Regions from separate parts of the Gossypium hirsutum genome. Here region 2 is linked to region 1. A link is a contact called in public Hi-C data. All regions are on one chromosome and are shown on one strand. The core of a region is the stretch at or near the end of the contact, and the rest is flanking DNA. Distances in the headings are between cores, read along the strand shown. Region 1 holds the start of LOC107936173 ((S)-2-hydroxy-acid oxidase GLO1). Region 2 holds the start of LOC107936183 (E3 ubiquitin-protein ligase DA2L).

Region 1 (5,541 bases), core at 207-2,706:
TGGGCTTCAAGACCTAGACTATGATTTAGCACTCATTATATACCTTTTATCTTTTGAAAACTTATTTTTAACTTGACATAAACATTTAAATAATTAAATCAAAAATTTTAAAAGTGTTCTTTTAATAATTTTAAAATATTTTTCAAAAATAATACTAAATTAAACCATATTACATCAAAGTTTCAAATACATGCAAAAAAAAAAAAAACTAAAGAGATGAGATGAAACTAATTAAACCTACGTTCCATAGATTGTGAATAATATATATTTTAAAATTTTCTATGTATTTAGATGTTTTAATAAATTTAAAAATTCCTTTAAATTATCAAAAATAGAAACTCTTTTGAGTCATACTAGAATAAATTTTCACTGAAATTTATGGGGTAATATATATAAGATACAAAATGAATTAAAGTAAATGAGACTTTAACCTTTGAAATTAAGAAATCTGACTTTGTGAGATGTTTACCATCATTTTTTCAATAGTTTTATGATTCATAAATTTTTTTTTGGAGTTAATGATTATCGCTTTTAACTCCATATATTTAACATAAAAATTATCTTCAACTTCTAATTTTTTCTCTAAGTATGTGCATTCAATATTTATATTTCATACATATTCAAATATGAATATATTATAGAATTCTTCAAATATATAACTTGAATTTAAATAACATAAATCGAGATAAAAACAATAAGAAAAAAAAGGGATATTTAACCTCAAAATATTCAATAGAAAAACATAAACACAAACTACATGATATTCTGCTGAGCCAAAAACACTTATGTTACATGGATTTTTCATTTATTCTAAAATATTTATATTCAATAAATATTCGAATATGAATATAGAAAAAATTATCATCCCAACCTATGAAAAGAACTTGGGATAAAGTTTATATGTCAAACACACCAATATCAGAGACTTAAACTTGAATTTAGCTAACATAGCAAAACATAAACATGGGGGAAATGTAGTGTAAAATTGAATATTAATGCAGCAGAATCATAGAAAGTGTATATATTTTAGTCTACCGTCTAAACCAACATGGCCAAAAGACAATGAAATAAGGTAGAGAAAAGGCATACCCTTGGGTTCCAAGACTATGGAGCACAGTGCATGAAGGGAATTAAACCAGTTGTGGAAATACTCTACTTATTAATAAGGGACTGATTGGCAATGAAAAATATTTAAAAAAAAAGGTTTTATATTTAAAAAAAAAGGGATACATATTAAAACATGTAAGAATATATATTTATATTATATTATATGGAAATCACAAGTTTAAGTGGATGAGCATTTGGAGGTGAGAAATTGAGACCAAATCCTATTTTGGGGTATTGGGGAACTCTCATCCACTTATCCTTTGTGTGTTTCACAGTGGTTCTTTTCCTATATTATCATTTCTCAACCCAAAATAAATAAATAAAAAGAATAAATGGATAAGGGAAAATTAGAACAATGAATAAGGTATATAATATATTTAAAAATTCTGTGACATGTGAAAGTGACAACAGTGGTTCTGGCTCTCCCCACCTCACTCTCTCTATGGATATGAGATATGAATGAATGCTACATTTTTGGTAAAAACAACACTTGGGTCCTTTCTAATTTTAAAATTAAGTGAATTGGTCCCTCTCAAAAAATTAAAAATAATTTAATTCATGTCAATTTTGAAACTGAGCAAATAAAAATAGTTAATATTGGTACTAATGATTTTCATTAAAGTTATCCTAAGTGGTAATAAAAAGAAAAAAGAAATTTAAGTTTTTTATAAGAACCACATATGCCAAACGTTTTTCTCACATTCCTTTTTTTTTTTTTGGAATGATTAATTTATTCAAAATTTAAATTAAGAGGACCTAATAGGTATATAAACCTACATATGAATGGAGTGAAATTATAATTTAAATTAGGCTTGAATGAGTGTGGACTACTTTGGGGCTCCTTTAGTGTTCAATAAAAAGTAAAATATTATCAACTAAATTTTAATTAAGTTGAAATTATTACTATAGCGGCATCTTAAATGATATGGGTTTAAATTTATCCTATGCTTTATTAATTGGGGGTTATCAATAGTTTAAAATTTGTATAAAAATAAAATATTACTATTAATGTAATTTGAAAGATTGTTGATTTTTTGTATGTTAAATTGTAACTATCGTAAGAAAAATAGAGATGGAAACCAAGATTTGTTCAAGCATGTGGAAAACTTCTTACAATCACGTGGTATTGTCTAGAGACTTAATAAAGTGCTAAAAAAAAGTATAAATTGTAATTTAAGTCTTATTCACTCACTAGGTAGTAATCTTATTTCTATACTCAAACTAGATATTTTTCCTTCTAAAACTCTCTCCGAAAGCTTAAATGTAAACCAATTGACTTAATTTAGTTTACTTACAATGTTTTGTGAAGAAACGTGGGGTACTTGCAAAAATAGCACTTGAAACTGTAGCCATGATTTCAATCACGAAATCAAAAGTATGAAAACATAAAGATGAATACTGAGATTGTTTACACAGTTCGACCTTAGTCTAAGTTTGTAAGGCCGTACCCAGAATAATGATCCACTATCTTTCTCATATTATAACTAATGATTTAGGTCCTAGCATTGATCTAACTCTCACCAATTTATTGACCTTACTGTTGTACAAAATCTAGATCATCCTCCCTCTAGGCTATTGGATCTGATGCCTTAAGTGTAGTATTTTCTTCTATGTTCACTTGCATTTTTCGAACAAATTGGTTTAATAATATCTATTAATTACAATAATACCCTATGTATATCATTCTCAATAGTTTTTCCACGCAAACCAAAATAAAAGTAAACATTGGCTCAATAGTTATTTAACGTTTAACTAATACTAAGTGGTATTACGTGGTCAGATCATAATACGGAAAGACAACTTGTATCAGTAGATGAACTTAAACATGTCATTAGTCTAGTTGAAAATGAACAAACCGATTAAAAGACTAATATGTCGTCTATTCACAAGTAACTAAACTTAATCCGCAAGAAATCAATCATCAATTCTTCAAGTCTTCAATTTGATTCTCCTTTTTCTTGATTTTGTTTGTTTGCCTTTAAAAATACGCCGCTGATAAACCACACAGGCCATCAAAATAAGATTGTACTCATTTGATTGAAATTGTGCTAATCAAAATAAGACAAATTTTAATCAACTGCCAATTATTTTTTAAGTTGCAATTAATATTATAATTGGAAGGTAAATTTTGCATTAACATAATTTGTATTTAAATTTATATAATAAGTACTTCTCATATTTTCTTACACATCACCGATTCCAAAAAAAAAATTGTTATATTTAAATTTAAATGATAAATAAATAATTTCCATTATTCAATTGCAATTTAAATAGATTTGTTCAAGAATTATATTATTATTCAAATTTAAAGGTGTTCTCGAATTATAATAGAATTTAGATAAAAATGTAAAGCCGAAAAATAGATTTAGACAAAAATTAAAATTCACTTTTTATTCTAGTCAAGATTTTAAGTGAAAATTTTGATCTGGCTCGACTTAAATTTATACTATTACATTTAATGTCTCTCAAACATCTCGATGTGTTATAAATTATATAATATAAAACATTATAAACTTTAAAATGAGTCGGGCTTGGGTTTTGAATGTTCAAGCCCAAGCCCAATCCATATTTCAAGCGAGCTTAATTTTTTGTCTAAACTCATTTTTCAAATCTAATGTTTTTGTCCAAATACTTTTAAATTCAGGTGAATCTTCGGATCTGAATAGATAAAACTCAACTCATGAATAGGTTTAACCCACAATTAATAAAGCCCAACACACCAAAGATAAAGAAGAACATAAAATGTGCCCTTAGCCCCAAAATGGCAAAATTTCATCACATGATTGCCCTAACTTAAGTGCTATCCATCAATTAATTAACATTAATGCAACCTTGCAAAATTAACAATTTATTTTAGTCTCTTTTTCACTATTTTACTTAAAGGGTTGAGGATTTTATATTTTATACCCATCAAAGCCATCATATTTTATTAATATTATTTTTATTGTTTTTGTATCAACTTATTTATTTATTTATTTCCTATTATAGTTGTAATTTTTTTTAAAAAAATTCATACTAAATCTCAATGGATAAAAGCTAATTAAAGTAACATAAAAGAATTTAATGAAGAAAATTACAAAAAAAACCTCGTATTTAACTATAACAACATAGAAAGCCACCAAACAACAATATTCCTTATCATAAATTTTTAATCTTTTTAACCCGTATGTTGGCCTGATAGTTAGAGGGTGTTCACCGTTTTAAATGTGACTTAGGTTCGAGTCATATTAGTCGCATTGCTGTTGGGCTTTGCCTTTTTCTTATAATTCACAAAAAAAAAACTAATTTTTTTTAACATTTTAAATCTATTAATTAATTTTTGACTTAAGTATGTAAAATGCCCTCAAAATTAAAAAAAAGTAATTAAGCTCCAACTTTTTTTTTTGCATTCAATTGGGTACTTAAACTTTTAAAATGTATCAAAAAAACCCTCAAACTTAAAAAAAAAAGCAATTAAGCCATTGCTTTTTGTTTTTTTTTGCACTTAATTAGGTACTTGAACTTTCAAAATGCATAAAAAAAGCCTCAAACTTTTCAAAAAAATAAAATAATTAAGCCCCTAATTTTGTTTTTCACTCAATTAGGTACTTGAACTGTCAAATGCATCAAAAAGGCCCTTTGGCTATTAACTGTAATAGTCGACCGTTAAATTTAACTACATCTAATTTTTTTAGTTAGAGCTACCTCGTATTACAATCACGGTGTGCCATGTGGCAAAAAATTTATAAAAATAAAAATAAATAAAAGTTATAAAAAATATTAAATTTTAATAAAAATATAAAAATATAAAAATTAGAAAAAATATAAAAATATAAAATTTTTTAAAAATGATAAAAAATTATAAAATGCATAAAAAATGTCATTTAATCACTAACTTTAATCATTGACCTTTAAAGTTAACGACCCCCAGTTTCTTTTAGTTATAGTCATTATATTTCGTAACACAGCTTAACATGTGTCGAAAATTGATAAAAAATAAAAAATTATAAAAATTATAGAAAAATTATAAAATGCTTCTTTTAGTACGATAATGTTTATAATTTTTTACGAATTTTATATTTCTTTACATTTTTTATAATTTTCTTATGACTTTATAATATTTTAAAATTTTTTCCTATATTTTTATATATTTTATCATTTTTTTACAATTTTTATATAATTTTAAAACTTTTCTAATTTTTAATATTTTTATAATTTTTATTAAATTTTTATAATTTTTATAACTTTTATTGATTTTTATTTTTAATCATTTTTTGCTACATGTCACGTTGTGATTGTGACAGATGGTGACTTTAACTGAAAAAAATTAGGGACAACTCAAGTACCCAATTGAGTGAAAAAAATCAAGGGCTTAATTACCTTTTTTTTTAAAGTTTGAGGGCATTTTTTTATGCATTTTAAAAGCTCAAGTACCCAGTTGTTTGCAAAGAAAAA
Region 2 (5,114 bases), core at 2,165-4,664, 130 kb before region 1:
GTTTGCCACAAAGGAATGTACCCAGCATCATATCAGTTCTTAATACCTTTCACTTTTTGCCACAAACCTTTTATAGAAAACAGGATTGCAATAACAAACTATGAAACTACGAAAATATGAATTGTTGGCTTCATTCTTTTTACACCAACAGAAAATTTTGGTGCATTCAAAAAACAAATGAAGAGATTTACTGCTATGTACTGTAATTATTTTTGTAGATAATAGAACTTTCAGTTACCAACTAAGAAGGATTTACTTCTTTGCACCAGGTTCGAGTAACAAAGTTCAGTGCATCCATTGACTACTTTGCACTGTCTAAGATCGATGAGCAGATTTCCTCCACACAAAAGAAATAGGTACAACAGCAAAAATAAATACGTCATATTTTTCTCAGCACATAGAGTTAAGAGATATGGATCATATTGCGCCACTGTACTCTAATATGGACGAGACCCTCACTCAGTAATCTAAGTAAAATTAATTTCTTTTATAGTTTTCACCCATATCCTCTTTGAAATTCTTCTCATGACAATAATATCTTCCATTATCATCAATCACAAGTTCACATGAAGGCAATTCTAGGACTCCTCTTTATCTGTCAAAAGGTCATTTAATCTGTTCCCAACAGGTCTAACCCTCATCCTTTAAACACTCATCCATACTCTCTTCTTTCCTTGTATGCCACGCATATAATGTAATAATTTGATCTCAAAACCACTGGTGAATGGTGCGGATTTTTTTCATTTGACCTAAATTATGTTTTTAAACAAGTGACAGGATTGGTGAAGGACTGGAATCTACTAGAAATCATTGAAAGTTGAAACATAGGTTTCATTTCAACACTAAAGATTTGACCTCCAAATCCACTTTCAGATTAGCTTCTTCAGCTCTTTTTTTACCGTGGCCTTGCAACTCCAGAAAGAAAAACAGTAATAGCTGAGTAAGGATTACAATTTTACTCTTTGAAGAAATCTAGCAAAAACATACATTATACTCTCACCTGAATAAAACTTGAAAGAGAAACACTAAGAACAATCTTTCTACACGAGTTCCATAATTTGATTATAAAGTAAATAAACTAATGCAGACATGAATTAACAACTATACTCTACGCCCCCCCCCCCTTTTCTTTCATAAGCATGAATAGTGAATTCTATGTAAGGAAGCTACAAAAAAACTCTGCCTACCTGTTTGACCTAGGATTTGAAGGTTGTTTACTCATCAAGGCAGGTTGTGAATCTTGAAAAGAAACTACTTCCTCCGCACCAGAGGAACGAGCTGCAAATAAGAAGAAAAATAAAGGGAAAAAAAATCCAAGATAGTACAATGTTTGAAGGAATGAAGAATCAATATAACTGGAAAACAGAATCACAATATAACAATACCTGCAACCGAACTGTTTTGAACTTCTCCTGGTGCAACACCAGTTGAAGTACTCGATTCTCGTCTTTTCTGCATTCTTTCTTCTTCATCCTGAAGTTCCTGCTGCCTTATTCTAAGTTGTGCTTCTATGACACGTTGTTCTTCCTGCTCAATTCAAACAAAAAAAATAGATCTATTTTCTATCTAATGAAAACCATAGGAGGATTTTACACCTTTCTTTGTTTGTTTGGGAGAGAGAAGGTGGTCTTACAATTTGCTCCATCCCTTTTTCTTCTTTTGTTTTCACACCTCGATACTCCACAGCATAGTTTGGGGTTTTGCAGAATGGACACCTCAATAGTCAAAGAACGCAAACATCGGTATACAAGTACATAAACAACTAATCAAATTGACATGTTTTGTAGTCAATGTCATTAATGTGAAGGATACTGCGTAGGACGAGCCGAATTAGGATTCTTCATCTGCAGAAAACATTCTGCTTCAAATAAAATGTGTCAAAATTTCAATCAGCAGTATCACTAAGTATCAATCAGAAAAATCACCGATGGTTTACCTGTACAAATACTTTTCCTGCAACATCTTGATCTGTTGAGACTAGGATAATACTGAATGGAAAAAAAATCATATGCAGTCACTAATAAAGCAAAAGGATGAAAGATTATAAAATTTATGATATGAGAGGAAACATAACTACAGAAAGCCAATGACATAAATGCATACCAAAAAGCAAATTGGGCATTCTTCAAGATCAGAACAACACTCTTCATCCCCAGGATAACACGGAGCGAGCTTTGAATCAAGTATCAGCTTTCTCAGCTTCTTAATATCTACATCTATATCAATATCCAACCCTTGCGGCCGTGTATACCTCTCGTCCACCACTTGCCTCTTCCTTCCCAATTTATTGCCCATCAATAATATATATATAATTCGTGTTCCAAAAATTGTTCTCTTCCCTTCTTCTCCTTTTACTTATTATTATTAGATTTACTCTTAAAATTCTCCTGAACCAAAGCCAACCAAATAACAACACATTTTTGTTTTGATTATTTGGTACGCTCAAAATATCAAACACTTTATGAACAAATAATCAAAATTGATAACAGTTCACTACTTAATATTATGCCACAAAGGATCCTGCAAATGCAGCTAAATAATACTTAAAAATTAAACATAGAAACAAATTAATAATTTCTAAAAAAAATGATTCCAAAATGTGAATTCACTAAGGGAGAGAACCCTAATTATTGGATTACTAAAAGAAATTAACTTAACAAGTTCAGTTCTCACAAAATGAACTAGCCACAGCGTATTCATTTCAGAAACATTGACATACTCCCCAAAATAACAACAATAATAATAATAAGACTAAAACTTCAAAATAAACCCATTTCGGGAAACAGATAATTTCAATAAGGAAAAATTATACAAAGCAAACCAAAAAAATAAATAAATATCGAAGAAAAAAAGAGACAAACTTTACTAAATTAATCGAGAGATGAGCGAAACTGACCTTCAAATCCAGAAAATGGAGTCCGTGAATAGAAATTAGAGACTAAAAAAAAAGGAAAGAAAGAGAGAATAACGAGAGATTCTCCAATGCTAATGAAAAATTAAATCAGGAATTTTTCTCATACAAAAAGAGAAAGATTGTCATTTTCTTTCTCTATATATTCTTAGTGGTCTTTTTCATAATAATTTCTTTTTAACAATAAAAATATTAATTAATTGTTTAAAAAAAAAGGTATTGTTTTTGACGTGAAATTAAATTTAGAAGATAATGCAAAACGATGAAAAATAATTAATTAAAAGAAACAGAGAAGAAGAGTAACATGGGAAGAAAGGGATTATGAGGAAAGGGGGCGGAGTAATACAGAAGAACAAGAATCAATCTTATTCATATATCCTTATACTTCACCAACTATTCTTTTCTTGCGGGAGAGGTCCGCTCCTCAATTTCATTACATCAAACTTAATTTAATCCCTGTCATTCTTGTTGTAGTTATTAGAACAACAAAACTCGAGTATCTTATTTATAGATGTTTGAGTTAGACAAGATCATGAATTGGTGGGGTTCGATTTGGAGTTGACTCATGAATTGATACAGACTAATTAAATCAGGATAAAAATAGATCGATTGGTTGAATCAGTTTTTTATTTTTTATGAAACTTTAATGATTTATTTAATGGAATCCTACAAATTAACCAATTCAACCCTTTATCATATTTTAAAAACCTTCATATTAACCCTCCCTTTTAAGAATTTAAAGGATTATGGATAGTATTATTCGATGCTTAAGTTATCTTCCCAAGCTTAAGGGCTTCCCAAATTTTGGAATGGTTTGGGGCCTTAAGTAAAATATTATGTCTAAAAAATGAGTTTGGGTAAAATTAAGCTTGTTTAAAAAATTGTATTTTTAAATTTTGTATGTAATGATCAAATTAACAAAAATTGTAAATGTTGAGAGCTAAAAAAATTATTTTATATTTTTTATAAGTAATACCACATCAACGATTCTCGTCTTAGATTCTTAAATAAAAAATACAAGGAGTCAATGTCTCATAAGTAAACTGCAAAGGTTAATTATAAATTTTGAAAAAGTATCGAAAAACAATTGATGTTTGAGCCTAGTCCCAATTATGGATAAATAAAATTTAACATTGTATTTATATTTAATTATTATATATTTAATATTACCCCAATGTTGTCTCTCTTTTTCATTTTCCTTCTCATGCCAAAACCCTTAATCGCTCCCCTTTCCTTTTTTCTCTGCCCGCGACACCAACTTTCGAGCTGGCTAGTGGCTACTCCCTCCTTCCTTTCTCCTCCCTTTTTTTTCTCTCAGTCTCTTCCCTTTCCCTATCATTTTTCCCTCCTTCTACCATTGATACTGTCTCTTTCCCCTTGTCTCTCCACCTACACCATTCTGACGCCACTCATTGCCTTCATTGTTCCTGCCTTCCCCCCCCCCTCCCTTTTTTTGGTTGGCTTATGATATTTATGGTCTCCCCCATGATGGGGCTTGTGCTAAGCTTGTTATAACTCATGTACGAGTCTCTGATGACTCGTTTCTCTTTAGGTGTATTATTATCTTTTTCGACCTCTAGACCACCATGTAACCATTATTTTTATTGCATTGAAATCTTCATAAGAAATTATAAAAATAATATTTATCCCAAATCCATTACCTCATTATGATAAAAATGCCCTAAAGCCCATTACTCAAATATCAACACAAACCCATAGCCCATTATCCAGGTACTAAACCCATTACTCAAATACTAACTAAGAGCTTCTTTGGATAAACATTTATTATTATTGTAGTGAGTTTAACTTTCTTTTTATCTCACGTTACAGTATCATAACAGTATTTAATCTTATCGCTTTCGTATTTAAGTTTATTCTAATTTTGCTATTTTAATTTGACAATATTGTGCTCGCTTTCAACATTAGTATGATATTGTGATGTGATTTGCATTAATATAAAGTATAATAATAAACTTTTAAATAGAAAAATTCTGGGTGGACCATGAATTGCATTAGTATGATATTGTGATGTGGTTTGCTATTGACCAGACATCAAAAAAGGTATGCACACCTAAAAGAATCAATCAAATTTTGTAGAATAAGAACCAACAATTCCCAACTCATTAAACAAAGCAAAGAAAGAATCAAACCCAACAAAGGAGTGCCACAGCACCATGGGCTGTTTTTTGCTCCGCCCCACTTC

Evidence for each region. Hi-C and Micro-C count contacts between places; a contact is called where the count stands out from the background.
Region 2: a Hi-C map of leaf shows a contact between it and region 1, with 2.0 times the contacts expected there. The contact joins the promoter of LOC107936183 here to the promoter of LOC107936173 in region 1. A contact is called at or near these places in 2 of 34 Hi-C or Micro-C datasets (both in leaf).

What each region holds. Positions count from the first base shown.
Region 1 is chrD01:3,324,285-3,329,825 of Gossypium_hirsutum_v2.1, reverse strand. It overlaps LOC107936173 ((S)-2-hydroxy-acid oxidase GLO1), which reads right to left and starts at 1,456. Exons shown (of 12, transcript XM_016868849.2): 1 at 1,090-1,456.
Region 2 is chrD01:3,460,941-3,466,054 of Gossypium_hirsutum_v2.1, reverse strand. It overlaps LOC107936183 (E3 ubiquitin-protein ligase DA2L), which reads right to left and starts at 3,414. Exons shown (of 9, transcript XM_016868866.2): 1 at 2,897-3,414; 2 at 2,104-2,387; 3 at 1,937-1,988; 4 at 1,813-1,858; 5 at 1,634-1,715; 6 at 1,386-1,527; 7 at 1,188-1,278. The coding sequence starts at 2,295.